2 separate regions of the Ovis aries genome follow, and region 2 is linked to region 1. A link is a contact called in public Hi-C data. All regions are on one chromosome and are shown on one strand. The core of a region is the stretch at or near the end of the contact, and the rest is flanking DNA. Distances in the headings are between cores, read along the strand shown.

Evidence for each region. A called contact is a pair of places that touch in the nucleus more often than the background predicts.
Region 2: a Hi-C map of liver shows a contact between it and region 1, with 4 times the contacts expected there. The contact joins two enhancer-like sites. A contact is called at or near these places in 11 of 16 Hi-C or Micro-C datasets (blood, hypothalamus, liver and 5 more).

What each region holds. Positions count from the first base shown.
Region 1 is chr7:78,788,081-78,795,771 of ARS-UI_Ramb_v3.0, forward strand. ACTN1 (actinin alpha 1) reads right to left here. Exons shown (of 22, transcript XM_027971947.2): 3 at 4,217-4,336. Among named protein-coding and RNA genes, the nearest start is that of TRNAG-CCC, 7.2 kb to the right of the region's middle. Within about 2 kb of position 2,566, at least 8 of the 54 cell types and tissues checked have an H3K27ac peak or open chromatin away from gene starts, as enhancers often do.
Region 2 is chr7:78,968,563-78,976,253 of ARS-UI_Ramb_v3.0, forward strand. DCAF5 (DDB1 and CUL4 associated factor 5) reads right to left here. Exons shown (of 9, transcript XM_027971948.3): 6 at 6,927-7,140. Among named protein-coding and RNA genes, the nearest start is that of DCAF5, 52 kb to the right of the region's middle. Within about 2 kb of position 3,924, at least 8 of the 54 cell types and tissues checked have an H3K27ac peak or open chromatin away from gene starts, as enhancers often do.

The DNA.
Region 1 (7,691 bases), core at 1,316-3,815:
AGGGTGCCACGGCTGTAACCGGGCCCCTGGGGGGAAAGCCACGATGACAGATAGTCTGCTGCGGGTGTGGGAAAATGCCATTCGTAGACCACAGCTACCTAAGAAGCTGTTCATATCCTGCTTTTACTCAGAACCTGCCTCTCTCTTGGTCCCACTCCAGGCAGGCAGTATTCAGACAGTGGAATCAATGATGCTGAAGAAACTCCATGTGGTAGAAAACCAGACCCTCCACCCTGGGGGGTCACCACTGCCCAGACCAATGGCCACCATCCAACCTAAGGACAGATGCTAAATCATCAAGCCCACTCCCAGGCTCTGGCACCCAAAGCTATCAGGCGTTCCCTGCCTCTAGATTTTAAGATGAAAATTCCTTCTCAGGTGCTCTCATCTGGTTAAATCCCAACCACTCACCCAGGTCAAGTCTCAATCCCATGAAGTCTAGACATTCTAGAATCAAGTATCACACAAGAAATGCATCTATTCTAACTTCTCGTGTGGCATGGATGCACCTTGCCTCCGACCTCCACATGAACATCTTTGGTGTCAGGGAACCGATGCCTTTCCCAGAGCACCCACTCCATCCCCTAAGGTTCTGTGTGTTTTCCACAGTTGGGCTGCCCACAGGATCTCCCTTCCAGGCCTGGTGCCTCCTACCAGGGTCAGCCGGCATCAAGACCTTGTCCCAGCTGATCATCCTTCAAAGGTCTGGGGTCTTTCACTGGGGCCCAAATCTGGTCCCCAAGGCTCCCCTGCCAGGATAAATGGCAACGTCTCCTCCCACCCCAACCCCAGGCGAGCTCCTTCTGGGTGATCCATTCCAATGCCTTTGATCGTCTACAGCAGCAAACTTCATTTCATTAAAATAAACAAAACCCTTTCTGGGCCTCATCCAGTTTCCTGGCTCAGCAGCGCGGCGGTCCTGGCATGATCTTGGTGCTCGATCTCTCTTTTTTTTTTTAATTGCAGTATAGTTGATTTACAATGTGTTAATTTCAGGTGTACAGCAAAGCGATTCAGGTATACATATAGACATTCATTATTTTCCAGATTCTTTTCCCATATAGGTTATTATTAATGCATTGGCTTAAACTGGGAGAGAGGATTCAAAGAGGGAAGCCCTCGCCTAAAGGTAGCAGGAAGGCTTGGAATGTCTCATTTTAAAGGCAGCTTTAGAAATCTTTCAAGAAGCAAGGTCTGTGTCAAGGGAACTAGAAAACTCCAGCCAGCTAGGTTAAGTGACCTCCTGGGAGAACAGAGGTGGTGGTTAGAGTTTATGCCCCTGTCTGGCTGTGCTCCTTACCCCTCTGTTGAGACCACACAGCTAGTGTGACCCGCCACTTCACAGCTGAGGAAAATCAGACATGAAGGTTCTGTCCTGGACCCCTGCAGAGAGGCAGCAGTGCCCTGGTGATTGGAGAGGTTTAGACCTCAGCTCTGGAGTCCAAACCCCTGGGGTTTAATCTGCGTTCTGCCAAATGGAAGCCATCTGGCCCAGACCCTGTGGTCAACATACTACACACTTCCATTCTAGCAACTCCTCTGAGCCTTCGCTTCCTTGACTGTAAAATATGGCTGGTGAAACAAGCCTGTTAAAGCATTCTGTCCTGTCTGGCCAGCCGCAGATCTGGACCTCAGCAAGTGCTACTCTTGCCCATCTTCTTTCTTCCTCCCCTTTGGTATTCAGTGACACACACACACACAGACACAGACACACACACACAGACACACAGACACAGACACAGACATACAGACACACACACACAGACAGACACACAGAGACACACACACGGGCTTCCCTGGTGGTTCAGATAGTAAAGAATCTGCCTGCAATGCAGCGACTAACACTACTACCATACATACGTGTGTGTGTGCGTGTGCGCGTGTGCACACACTAAGTCGCTTCAGTTGTGTCTGACTCTTTGCGACCCCATGGACTGTAACCCATCGGGCTCCTCTGTCCATGGGATTCTCCAGGCAAGGATCCTGGAGTGGGAAGCCATTCCCTTCTCCAGAGGATCTTCCAGACCCAGGGATCAAACCCAGGCTCTTCTGTACCCTGCACTGGCAGGCGGGTTCTTACCACTAGCACCACCTGGGACTCTCTCTCCCTATATATATATATATATATATTATGGTAGTTGTTACATTCTCCTTTATAAAAATCTGGATTTCTGGCTTCTTTTGAAAAAATCAGAACATCTGGCAACACTGGATATGTATTCTCACTCAGCAACAATTGGTTAGATCTACACAGCAGCTGCCCTGCTTAGAAGAACGTGTTTTTCCCACTTCTCCCCACTCATCCCTACTGTCACCCACCTCACACATCTGGCCCACCTCACACATCCTCTACCTCCCTGCCCCAGGGGCATCTGAGCTTGTAGCAGACCACCAGAGTGGTAATTTCTTTGGCTTCCCATCCCTGCTTAGCTGAAACTTTTTCTGCCCAGTCTTGATTCCTCCCTAAGAGAACAAACAATTCTTTTCTTCTTCGGTACCCTGCTGTACACGAGGCCGTCAAACATTTACTGAGCACTGACTGTGCAGCATGCCGCTGGGAGCTGGGGCCACAAGGATGCAGGAGACAGGAGCTCTGCCTCACAGCTCGGGATGGGACCCAGAAGGCACCACCCACAATGACCCCAAGTGCTAGCCTGAGTCCCTGATAAGGCAAGGGTCAGCAAGCTTTTCCTGTAAAGGGCCTGATAGGAAATATTTTCAGCTTTGCGGGGATATGGTCTCTGACACAATTATTCAATTCTGCCTGCAGCAGGAAAGCAGCCAATAATATGTAAACAAATGGGTGTGCCCGTGTTCCAATATTTACAAAAGCCTGGGTCAGCCAGGTTTGACCCGACGGACTGTAGTTTGCCAGCCCCTGTGCTCAAGTTTCTCAGTTTGATTTTGCCACATCAAATCCCTCAATTTTCAGAAAAAAGAAGGAGGACTTTCAGATCATCAACCAGAGAAAAAGATCAGCTGCTATGGATTTACTGGAACAACACCCTGCACCCTCTGTAAGGAAAGGCCACCCTCTGGGGCATTTCTCTAGTGTCACTCTGACCTGGATTTGAGTTCCGGCTTTACCACTTGCTGAAGATGGGACTTTGGACAAGTTAATCTTCATTAGGCACATGTTTTCTTTTTGTAAAATGGGGATAACAATTTGAGCCATCTCATAGGGCTATGGCGAGGATGAAATGAGATCACTGGTACAAAGGGGTTTAGCACAGTGCCTGCTGCAGAACAGGTGATCAGTAATCACAGTCAAGGTTATATCTACAGTGAATGAATGGAGACTGTATACTACTCACCTTTTAATCTCTGGCACCACAGAGGTGCCCAATCCATTGATGAATCCACGGGACACAGTCCTCATGGGGCCTGGTTATGGTACTTTATTCTAATCACCTTGACCCTCTCCAAGTCCTTCAGAACCGCACACAAGAAACTGTGCCACCGGCTTCTAACCATTAAGAACATGCTAATAATGGTTTAAACTGAACTTTAAACAATTTTTAAAGATTGAAGTATAGCTGATTTACAATCTGGTGTTAGTTTCAGGTATATAAACAAATTTTTTTTTAAGTAAAAGGGAAAAAATTCAAGAAGCTGCTCTGCAGGGAAATGTTATCAAGAATATTCCTGGGACTTCCCTGGCAGTCCAGCAGTTAAGACTTTATGCTTCCAGTGCAGGGGACACGGGTTTGATCCCTGGTCCGGGAACTAAGATCCCTCATGTCTCGCAGTGTGGCCAAAAAAAAAAAGTTCCTAAAGCCTTCTGGACAGCCATCCTGCAGGCGCTCCCTATACGCACCGATGTCCACACACTCTCCCCAGACTGCAGAACTCTGTGCTCAGGACAGGGGAGCACAGCCAGGCCTGCAGAAGGGGGAGGTGGCATTTCACACACGCAGATCCCACGGATCCCACAGCGCTATGATTCAGCAGGGCGTGGGGGGTGAGAGGGGGTGGGGGGGTTGAGGTCACGGTCACCAAGGTACAGAGACTAGACAGAAAGTGATGTTTTTACATGAAGGATCCACTGGCTAGCCACGTGCTGGGAGCCCTACTTCCAAATGTGCCCATGGATGTGTGGGTCTAGGAGTCAGGCTAGAAAAGGCCAAGAGAACCAAGAGGTGGGGGTAGAAAATCCGGCTGGATGCAGAGGGGTGGGACGGGGGTAGGGGACAGCCAGGGGGCAGGCCCTACTCACCTTCAGCTCCTATGGACACCAGCTTGACTCCCTTGCTGGCTATGAAGTCCAGGGCCTTGTTGACATTGGAGATCTTGTGCACCCTCATTTTGCCTCTCTCGGGCTTGGCCAGACGTTCACCTGAACAGACGGAGAGGGTGGAAAGGGAAGTGAAACACTGTTCTCCTACTTCTCAGCTCTAAACTGCTTCCGGCCACTCAACAAGTCTGTATTAAGCCCTGAGTATATGTCAAAGGACTTGGCTGTGTGCTAGGAATACAGGGGTGAACAAAGCAGCTTGCTGCCTTCATGGACTTACGGTCTGGGAGGAGAGACAGATCTTCAACATTCATCAACATACACAAATGAACAAAAAGCCAAAAAGGAGAAACACGCTTAAAACAAATGCTTTCAAAGAGACTGCAGAGGAGGAGGGCAGGTAGGAGGGTGAACAAGCTGTGAGGTGGGCAGGGGAGGCCTCTTCGTGGGAGGCGGGCAGACCCAGACTGCAGGGAACGGCGATCAAGGCAGAAGGAACAACATCTGCAAAGGCCCTGAACTCCTAGCCTAGACTGCTTTGATCCAGAGAGTGTGTGCGTCACACTAGGGTATCTGGGGAAAGCTCCCTGTGTGTAGCCCACAGAGCCCCTCTCTCATTTGAGAACCACAGCTTGTGTCCATTTCTCAGCTCAGCTCCAAGTCAACCCTCCACCCTCACTCAGTGGCCGTTTCCCTGACCCCTGCTTCCCACACAGGAGCTTCTGCTGTTCAGAGTTTATGGTCAGAAGCTTCAGGGAAGCAGGGGTTGATGAGCTGGTTCTCCAAATACCCTGCTCAGAGCACAGGAAGGAGGTGTCCAGGGATCCCCTGAAGCCACTTGAAAAATGTATACGGGCAACGTGTGCCCAGACCTGGGCACAGCTTTCAGTCTCTGAGAGGTCTGAGAACCACCATCCTCGAACTCAGGACCTTACACCCACCGCAGTCTCCAGCCCAGGCCAGCGGCACCCTCTCCACCCCACTTCCGAGCACATCGACAGCCTGACTGAGCGATCCCAAGGGGCATGGTGGCCCTGATGCTGGGCCATGCTCATCCTGTCAAGAGCAGCACTTCTCCAGGGAGCCCCCCTCGCCAGGGCCCCCCACCCGACTTCCACAGGACAGACTTCCTGCTACAGATGTCACTTGGCCTGGCAGCATCCAGGGAAGCCCAGCTGGGTTTTTATTATTAAATCAAGACTTCCCACGTGTGGCTTTCCCAAGGCTGTAGCCACAGCCCACCCTCTCTGGGAAGGTACCCTACTGCCCCCTGGGCAGATGAGACGCCCCAGGGCTCCCTTCCAATAGGTGGGATGGAGGCAGTACCTTATGCGCCACCCCCGCCCACCCCGCCTCCCCTGCGAGGGCTGCTCCAACTAGAGCCCCAGCCTTTAGGTCCTGCTAAGCCTGAGTTCGCCAGCCTGACTGCCAGCTACATTCACTGGCTGGAACAGGACTCCTCCAACACAAGGGAGGTAGCAAAGTCCTGGGACTTCGGTCCACACAAAATCACCTGGAGAACCTGCTGACTATAGGCGTCGGGCCCCCTTCCCCTTCCTCCTGAGTTTCTGACTTTGGAGGTCTGGGAACCCACATGTGGCTAAGTAGTCCTGCTGATTCTGCTGGGTGGTCCAGGGACCACACTCAGAGGACCTCTACAGGCAGCAGAGGTCCCCTTGCAGAGAGGGGGACTCCCCCCTTCCTTTTCCTGTCATCCTAACCATCTCCACAGACACTCAGGGAGGAGAAGGCATCGTCTCGATGACAGTCTCTCCCCACCCCCGGAAACAGAAGAGCCGCCTCACAGACATGCACAGGCCTGTTCAGTGTAAGCATCTGGTAGGTATCTGGAAAGCCCAGCTGGGCGTTCGGTCACTCTGGTATTTGCTGAGCATCCCCTACCTGCCAAGTATATAGAGCTGAGCACCTGAGACATAGATGAGTTGGTCCCTGCCCTCCGGGGCCAGGTGTGCAGTGGGGAGAAAACACACGAGCCAAAAATGATCCTGCTATGTATGTGGCAAATGATGTGCTAGAGGGATCAATCGTGTGTTCCAGGAGCCCAGAGGAGGGCAGGCACTCAAAGCAGGAACAGAAAGGGTGGTGGTCAGGGAGGCCTTCCTGAAGGAGATGCCTAAACTGAGTTTTTAAAAAATGAAAAGGAACAATGCCAGATTTGCTTGAACTAAGAAATGTTGGAGGAAGAGGTAAGAAGGACATTCTAAAAGGCATTTAGAGTTCTGTAACAACCTAGAGGAGTGGGATGGGGCGGGAGATGGGAGGAAGGTTCAAGAGGGAGGGGACATATGTATTCATGTTGATGCTTGGCAGAAACCAACTCAATTCTGTAAAGCAATTACCCTTCAATTAAAAAAATACATTTAAAACTTAAAAAAATAAATAAAAGGCAGTTAGAGGAAAACATATGGCAGTTCCTGAAAAAATTCAACACAGAATTACCCTAGGATCCAACAATTCCACTTCTGGGTACATACCCAAGAGAACTGGAAGCAGAGGCTTACACAGTATCTGTATATCCATGTTCTTTGCAGTATTACTCACAATACCCACAATGTGGAAACGACTCAAGTGTGAATGACAGATGACTGAAGAAACAAAATGTGGAACATATGTACACAGCGGAATATTGTCTGGTCTTAAAAAGGAAGGAGATTCTGGTACATGCTACTTTATGGAGGAACCATGAGCACCTTATGCTACATGAAGTCAGTCAGTCACAAAAGGACAAATACTACAGGACTGCACTAATATGAGAAACCTAGAACAACCAAGTTCACAGAGATGGAATGTAGAATGGTGGTGGGCAGGGGCTGGGGGAGAAGGAGATGGCGGCAGGTTGGCATTTAATGATGGCATGGCATCTTGGTGTGGTATGATGAAAAAGTCTGGAGATGAGTATTGGTGATGACGGCTGCACAACAGTGTGAATGTACTCAGTGCCTTTGTGCACATTTAAAAACGGCCCCAACGAACACACACACACACCCTACCCCCACCTGCAGTGGAAATATTTTATAGCACTGAGGGGCAGAGAAGCCAGCCAGAGTTTGTGCAAAAGCACCAAAAACAGAGAGCAGGGAGACACACACGTGGGGAGGGCTGCATGTCTTCCTGTGGCAGAGAGTCTGAAGTCTGACACCTTTTTGGGAACAGTTGGTCGAAAACAAAGCAGGTGCTAGCTCATGAAGGATTCTGCTAGCTATGTTAAAGAATGTGAGCTGCAGGTACAAAGCCCCAGGGAGGCACTGAAAAGTTTCAAGCAGGGAACAGTACAACCTTATTTGGGCTATTAGATGGACCCTCTGGCTATGTGTGGGTGATGGAGGCCAGTGAGAAGGGGGGAGCTGGGAGGAGGGATCAAAGGCCTCTGGACATCATCTAGGTGAAAGCTGATGCAGGCACAGTATGTGCGTAGCAGAGGTCAAAGAAGAACAGA
Region 2 (7,691 bases), core at 2,674-5,173, 180 kb after region 1:
TACATCAGCAAATGAACCAAAAGATGGTTTAATACTTGAGTTAGATCTTAATTCGGGATTGCTAATACTTGAAACCCCTAGTTTTCAGGAATTCCATAAACTCCTTAACATTATATGCAAAACTGTGTGCATATGTACATTTTTCTGAAATGAGTGTTCAAAGATTTTAGACTTTCAAAGAGGCTCAGGATTAGAAAAGAATTATAAATGGCTTATTTAATAAGTTATTTTCATGCTACCTTCTCTCTATAGAATAGTTTCCTAAAATATTCACCTAAAAAATACATACAATATTCTGTGTTCAGCTCTTTCTCATCAGCCCATGGAAGAGGCTATCACCACTTGATCTGAAAACACAGGTGGCAGCATGCCTATGAGGAACAGGGTTCATCACAGGCAAGGGACTGAGTCTAGTCCTGGTTCAGCAGTTTCAAACCACACTAGACCTTAGTGTCATATGGGGATCGAACCTGTCCAACTACACCCAAAGGTCGCTGGGAGGATTAGTATGACATGAAAGCACTTTTGAAGCTAAAGTGCCAAAAATGTGTGTGTGCGTGCTCAGTTGCTCAGTCATGTACCACTCTTTGCAACCCCATGGACTACAGCCCACCAGGTTCCTCTGTCCACCAAATTTTTCAGGCAAGAATACTGGAGTGGGCTCTCACTTCCTCCTCTAGGGGATCTTCCCGACCTAGGGACTGAATCTGCATCTCCTGTATTGGCAGGCGGGTTCTTTACTGCTGTGCCACCTAGAAAGCCCAAAGGGCTAAAAATATATGACATAAAAGAAAGGCAAGAAGAAAGAGCTGACACAAAACAAGTCAAAGGAGACAGAACCCAAGAGTTGAATCTCCCCTGTGAAAGGGTGCCTTTATTTCCACTGAAGGGGAACATATGGTACACTAGGCCCCCAAGTGAGTTTAATCAGAGTTTTTACTGTTGCTTTTGTTTAGTCGCTCAGTCGTGTCTGACTATTTGCGACCCCAGCAACACGCTAGGCTTCCCTGTCCTTCACTGCATGGAATTATTAGGGAAAAAGAAAAAAGCAAAGCTATAACTTTCTAGGTTGCTTTACTGGCCTGGATCGCACTTCCTGACAGATTCCTATACCTCTGCTATGCCCATACAATGTCAACACAGAAAGGTTGAGCGGTGATGTAACGTCTGAGGCCAAGCCAGGTATACAAGGCTATTTTGTTGGCTTCACAGGGTACAAGTAAGGAGATGAGATATGATGACTTAATTATCATGACTTTAGGGGTTCTGCCATCTATCAAGTTCAAAAGAAAGACCTGTGTAAATGATACCAATGTTCAGACACTCAAGGGCTCAGTCCTTTCCATAAAACTATTCCCTCTCCCACTTTCAGCAAGATATAGGGACTATTAGACAAGGTGTTAAATGAGACTAAAGCAAGAGAAGATTTTTAAATTACCACAGTCTATCTCCAAGCCACACAAACCCATTAGCCTGAAAGACTTATTTCCCAGAAGCCTGAGCTATTCCGCTGGACTCGAGCAATCTGGGGCAAGAGCCATTTAAGGCACTGTGAAAGAAAAGGAACAAAAACCGAGCGCTGTCTTAAAAGTGAGTGCCAGAAAAGCTAGCAGGTGGAAAACTGGCCTTCTTTTTTAACCCTGTTAAGGGACTGACTCACTAAGTATACAGAGGGGAGTATGAAGCTTGGGAGACAGAATGTACCTAGTCAGGCTTCAGGGAGAAGAGGGAAAACAAACAAACAAAAATCCAAGTATGATACAAAAGCAAGGAGGAGAATCCTTTAGATTTAGGCAGCCTCCAGAGGAAGGAATGCTATTTGGTGTTTTACTGAAAGACTCCTCATTATACTGCAAGACTGGAAGGTAGGCTACCTTAAAAAAAAGTTAAGGCTTTATTTGGGGCTAATTGTTCCTGTTGATACCCAACCAATCTGATGTCACTTATGTCACCTTATCTGATGACAGACATTATCAAATTTGAATAAGATTGTGCTTAATCACTCAGTTGTGTCCAACTCTTTGCAACCAACCCCATGGACTGTAGCCCACCAGGCTCTTCTGTCCACGGGGATTCTCCAGGAAAGAATACTGGAGCAGGTAGCCGTGCCCTCCTCCAGGGGATCTTCCCAACCCAGGGACTGAAACCAGGTCTCTCACACTGCAAGCAGATTCTTTACCGTCTGAGCCACCAAGGAAGCCCTATATTATTATTATTATTATTATATAGCAATAAATAAACCGTGTATCTGTAGCCAAAAGTGGGGGTGACAGAGTGTATACAGGGCTTTGAATGAAAGTCTCAAAGGGGATACAAACTGGCAGTCATGCAACTGCGTCTACCACAGCATCTGGCACACAGTAGATGCTCGGCAAATATCTGTCTTCTTATTTTATAAGATGGAAGGGGGAAAGGGCATGAAGTTAGGACAGGTTCAGTAGGAAACAGGTTCAGTAGGAAAAATGGATGTTTTCCTGCTGAAGCAGAGGTTTGAAACTTGTGGCTCTAGAACAGAACAGGTGCACCTGTTCATTTAATTCATACAATGAAGTATGAATTTGGTGCAATACTTAAAATTCAAGAAACTTCATATCAGTTAGTCAGTTCAGTCACTCAGTCGTGTCCGACTCTGAGATCCCACGGATTGCAGCACGCCAGACTGCCCTATCCATCACCAACTCCCAGAGTTTACTCCAACTCATGTCCATTCGGTGATGCCATCCAACCATTTCATCCTCTGTCGTCACCTTCTCCTCCCACCTTCAATCTTTCCCAGCATCAGGGTCTTTTCCCATGAGTCAGTTCTTTGTATGAGGTGGTCAAAATATTGGAGTTCAGCTTCAGCATCAGTCTTTTCAATGAATATTCAGGACTGATTTCCTTCAAAACAGACTGATTGGATCTGCTTGCAGTCTAAGGGACTCTCAAGAGTCTTCTCCAACACCACAGTTCAAAAGCATCAATTCTTTGGCACTCAACTTTCTTTATAGCCCAACTCTCACATCCATACCTGACTACTGGAAAAACCAGAGCTTTGACTAGACAGAAAAGGAAAGATATACCCATTTGAATGCAGAGTTCCAAAGAATAGCAAGGAGAGATAAGAAAGCCTTTTTCAGTGATCAATGCAAAGAAATAGAGGAAAACAATAGAATGGGAAAGACTAAAGATCTCTTCAAGAAAATTAGAGATACCAAGGGAAACATTTCATGCAAAGATGGGCACAATAAAGGACAGAAATGTCACATAACAAATCTTTATTTTTGGTTTCTCTTGAAAAAAACCAAAGGCCCTCTTGGCCACAATAGGCTGAAGCTTGGTCAAAGCTTCATTTACATGGCGTTCACTTAGATTTAGGGAGGATAAATCTAAGTTGTGGCTATAGTCCCCACCACTCACTATTGCTTACTTCTAGCCCAACTCATTCGTCTTTGCTGCTTGCCTTGCTTTTGTTGGCATTAAATTGTGACCTTCTATACAGCAAAAAGGAGCCTCTATTGAGACCTCAAAAATCTGGGTTCTAGTCCTACTCAAACTTGTATGTTTTAACTTGTTTTAACCTAAATCTCTGAGCCTGTTTTCTCATCTGTAGAAGGCCCTCCTACGGACTGAACAAAATCTCTAAAAGCTCTATAATTAGAACTGATCCACAATGGTGGCAATGAGCATGCAAAAGACACAAAACACTATTCAGTTTTACACTTTATTCCAAGTCCAAGATCTTGAAATGTTAGTTTCATTCTGGGCCTAATGAATTACCTAGTAAACCTATGATAGTCTAATAAGAAATACAGACTCTCTTACATAATGTTTTGATTTGGGTGGACTGCGTAATCTCATTGTAATGAAAAGCCAGAAGACTGTCTCAGATAGATAAGTCACTCACTGCCTTTCCTGACCATGTTCATTCCTATTATGGAAATGCTCAGATTCCTCTCTGGGATGGTTACTTACCCAGCCTATGACTAAATGAAGAGTTGCAGAGCACAGAGCTTCAGGCTGTGGGCGTTCTCAAAGTATACAAGAACAAGACCAAATACAAAGACCTGATAGAAGGAAAGAGTAGGCTCTGGAATTTGAAAGCAGCTAAAAAGATCCTGTTCGAACTAGTCAAAGAGTATCAGTCTTACAGATCATACAGTAACTATGGCAGCCTCTGCTTCAGCCCAAAGTGTGTAAAGGCAGAGGCCATAAATCACCTTTGAGAGACATGTTTCAGAAATGAGACAACTCCTGTGTAACACTTAGAAGTATAAGCTCAGCTGATTAGTTTCACTGAAAATCCATTATTTAATCATCCTCCTAAAGCTCCTAGAAGTTGAGCAAGAAAACAGGTATTATCAGTCCTGACTTACAGTTAGACAAGCCTTAGGCCCAGAAAGCTAAAAACCACACACTGACTAAAATACTTAAGATTCACTTCAACAAATATTTATTGTGCTCTCAGTACACCAGGCATTGGAGACAAGACAATGATGAATTAGCTACATTTCTTAGTCCCTAAGGGGTGAAGAAAACAGCCACACATAATCTCTGTGCGTCTCATTCCCTAGGTCATATACTCTGATAATCTATATGGGGAATATAAATAGACTAACTCTGAAATGGATCTGACGTTAAGACTCAGTGACTTCCCACCCTCCTTTATCCATGGCAAATCACTTAGCCCATCCAAAAAACAGTCTAGTTTGTCAGAAAGGATACATTACCCACAAACTCTTCCCATAAGACGTACATATTCGTCAAATCTGAATAGAGAAAATCAAAAGCCTTCCCATGTTTTTATCATTATATATAACCTGAAAGGCAAAAAGCACTGCATCCTGTCAATGTAGATGACCAGGATCACCACAAAATAACTCACGTGGTTCTCACTATGGTAATACCTGCACTTGACCCAGGAATTGAACTAGGGTCTCCCGCATTGCAGGCAGATTCTTTACCAACTAAGCTATCAGGGAAGCCCACTTGTCCCTACGTATCTCATAACTGCAACTTAAGGCAAAAGTTCTCACCTGGGGCAATTCTCCACCCAGGAGATAAACTGGCAATGTCTGGAGACATTTTTGGTTGTTTTGGGGAAAGTTAGGAGAGATGACACTGGCATCTAGTGGGGAGAGGCCAGGAATGCTGCTAACTATCCTAGAATGCACAGGACAGGCCCTCACAAGGAAGAATTATCTGACCAAAATGTGGACAGTGCCAAGCTGGAGAAATCATGGCCTAGGTGCTCTTACATCTCGGTTAGAAGCCTTTGTTCTCCATCTTTCAAGGACTCCATGCAGACAGGTTCTGGCTGCTAACACAGAAACCGACAGAAAACACAGCATCCATTCCCCTTCACCTCTTTTCTCCTTTTCCTCAGGCCCTGTGTCTCCGGTAATAAAACCTAATAAACCACTTCATGAAGTAGAGCCTGCTCTTTATTGCTCAATGAAATAAAACGCACATGCATAAGAGGTTGACAGAAGATGGAAAATCAACAAAAGCAAGGAAGAAAGGTGGAGAGGGAGGGAGGAGGTGCTTGGTTGTCATTTCCGCAGCTAAATGAAACTAAATCAACCATCGGCAGAGCAGAAAGCTACTTGTTCTATCAAGAGTCAGTTCATCTCTAGAAACTGCTTCTTTCCACCCAAGAAACAAACTGCCTAATAAAAACTAAGTCTATCAAGAATTGTGGTCTCTCAAGGGAAATTTATCACTTATATAACTGAGGCCACCTAGTGGTTTTAAGTGTAGATCGCAGCTAAGTAGGCCCTGACTTGAACATAAATTCTGAATTTAGACATATATTCTCTATTTACAAAAGGGGAAATCCCTAGTCTGGGCAACTTAGAAGATATTCTCAGCTTCTTTAACAAGCAACTCTAATTAAAAAGCTTTATTGTGTTCCTGCTACATATGCTAATCCTTAAGCTATGATGTTGGAGAGCCTCTAGCAACCTCGGCTAGGGAGAAAAATCCTAGCTACTGCTTTCAAAAAAATAGGATCTTCACAAGTTCTCAAATAACTATTTCTTTTATGCCTCTTGCCCACAGATAACTTTAAAGCAGTGGCATACAGCATGTGAGAATTATATGTAAAAATCTGACATAGCTGATGGATCCAAAGAGAACACAAAGAATTAGCAAGAAACTAAGGTTTCTTTTTCCAATCTAGATGTGCAACAGCAATGAGATTTGTTGTGTTTCAGAAGAAGAAGAAAAAAAACACATTATTTGATCAGTCTTCCTTTATATTTGCCTTCGCTAAAACTTGGTTACTCAGACCAGTCCAACCAGTCCATTCACTGACACTCACTTCAGCACTTCTATGGCCAAGATTGACAAGGTACTGGTATGTTTTTAAACTGCCAGCTCTAAGGCAACATCAGTATTTCGACTCCCAGTAAGACTGTGAAAAGGCAGGAAACTTCACAGCTTCGGTTCTCCTTCCCAGTTGTGGTGCTGGCAATATAAAGGAAGAGAGTCAGCATCTGGCTTCCTCTCAAAGTTGCACAGCCCATTTCATCCAAGAAAAAGATGCCACCCAAAAGGGCTATTCAGGATGTATGTCTCTTAGCTGGTACCCACAGTGTTTCACTGATACCAAAAAAAAAAAAAAAAAAAGGTGTCCTTTTTGGCAGGCTAATTTTCTATGGACTTCCTCCTCTCTTCTGATACGACACATTCTTAGAGTCTTAAAATCTGTTCACAAACTTGGCAGATTTAGGTTGCTCAGAACTATATAGTGGTTTATGGTGTATACCTCATATTATCCAAAGGCAATTCTGATGAAGAAACACTATTAAGATGGAATGTCTCCAGACCCTTACTGTTTCAACTGTTTCTACCTGACATGGCTAAAGAGAAATAAAGACCAGTACATAAAGAACAATATGAGAGGAAAGCAAGAATGTGGGATGCAGGAGGTAGAAGGCACGTACCTGGTCACGATCTCCTGCAAAACAGCAGCTTTTCATGGTGCAAGAGTTGAAGTAACCCTGATTGTCAAACTGGAACACAGGCAGGCGGGAGTGGATGTCATAGAGCACGGGGGGCAGGCGACGCCTCAGGGCCAGGAGCTGGGTCCCATTGCTGTTGAATCGCACACTCATGGCACTTTGGAGGGACAGGTTGCCCCCATACCGCAGGAGAGAACTGAAAGGCAGAAAGCACATGGATCAGGCATGAGGCAGGCAGGATGAGAGTCTGCAAAAAAAAAAAAAAACGCTGCATTTCATAACCAGGACCTCCCGTCAGCCTTGCACATCTGAATTCTGGCAGAAAGGTGTTTCTACGCAGTGGGCTAGAAGGTAATAAAAAGGACAAAGATGACTCCTTGATTACATTAAAACAAGTTATTTAACTTTGCGGTTCCTTTCTTCAATCTCCAAAAGTTGAATTACCACTAAGTTTATAGGAATAAGATACAACAAGCATCTTGAATGAAAAGACATATTAAAATGATTAGTTCTTTTATTTACCTGAGCTACATAAGCAAAGTTACTTGTCAAGACCCTGGGAAGTCAGTGGTGTCCACCCTAACTATCATGGATGGTATTTAAGAAATATATCTGTCTTTTGAATTAGAGACACAGAAACCATCAGCCAGCAAAACAAGATACTCTAGTTTATTCTGGATTTTTAAAAATAATAATGACTTTATTGCTTATGCACTTATTTTTAAATTTTCAATCTGTTCAGAGAAT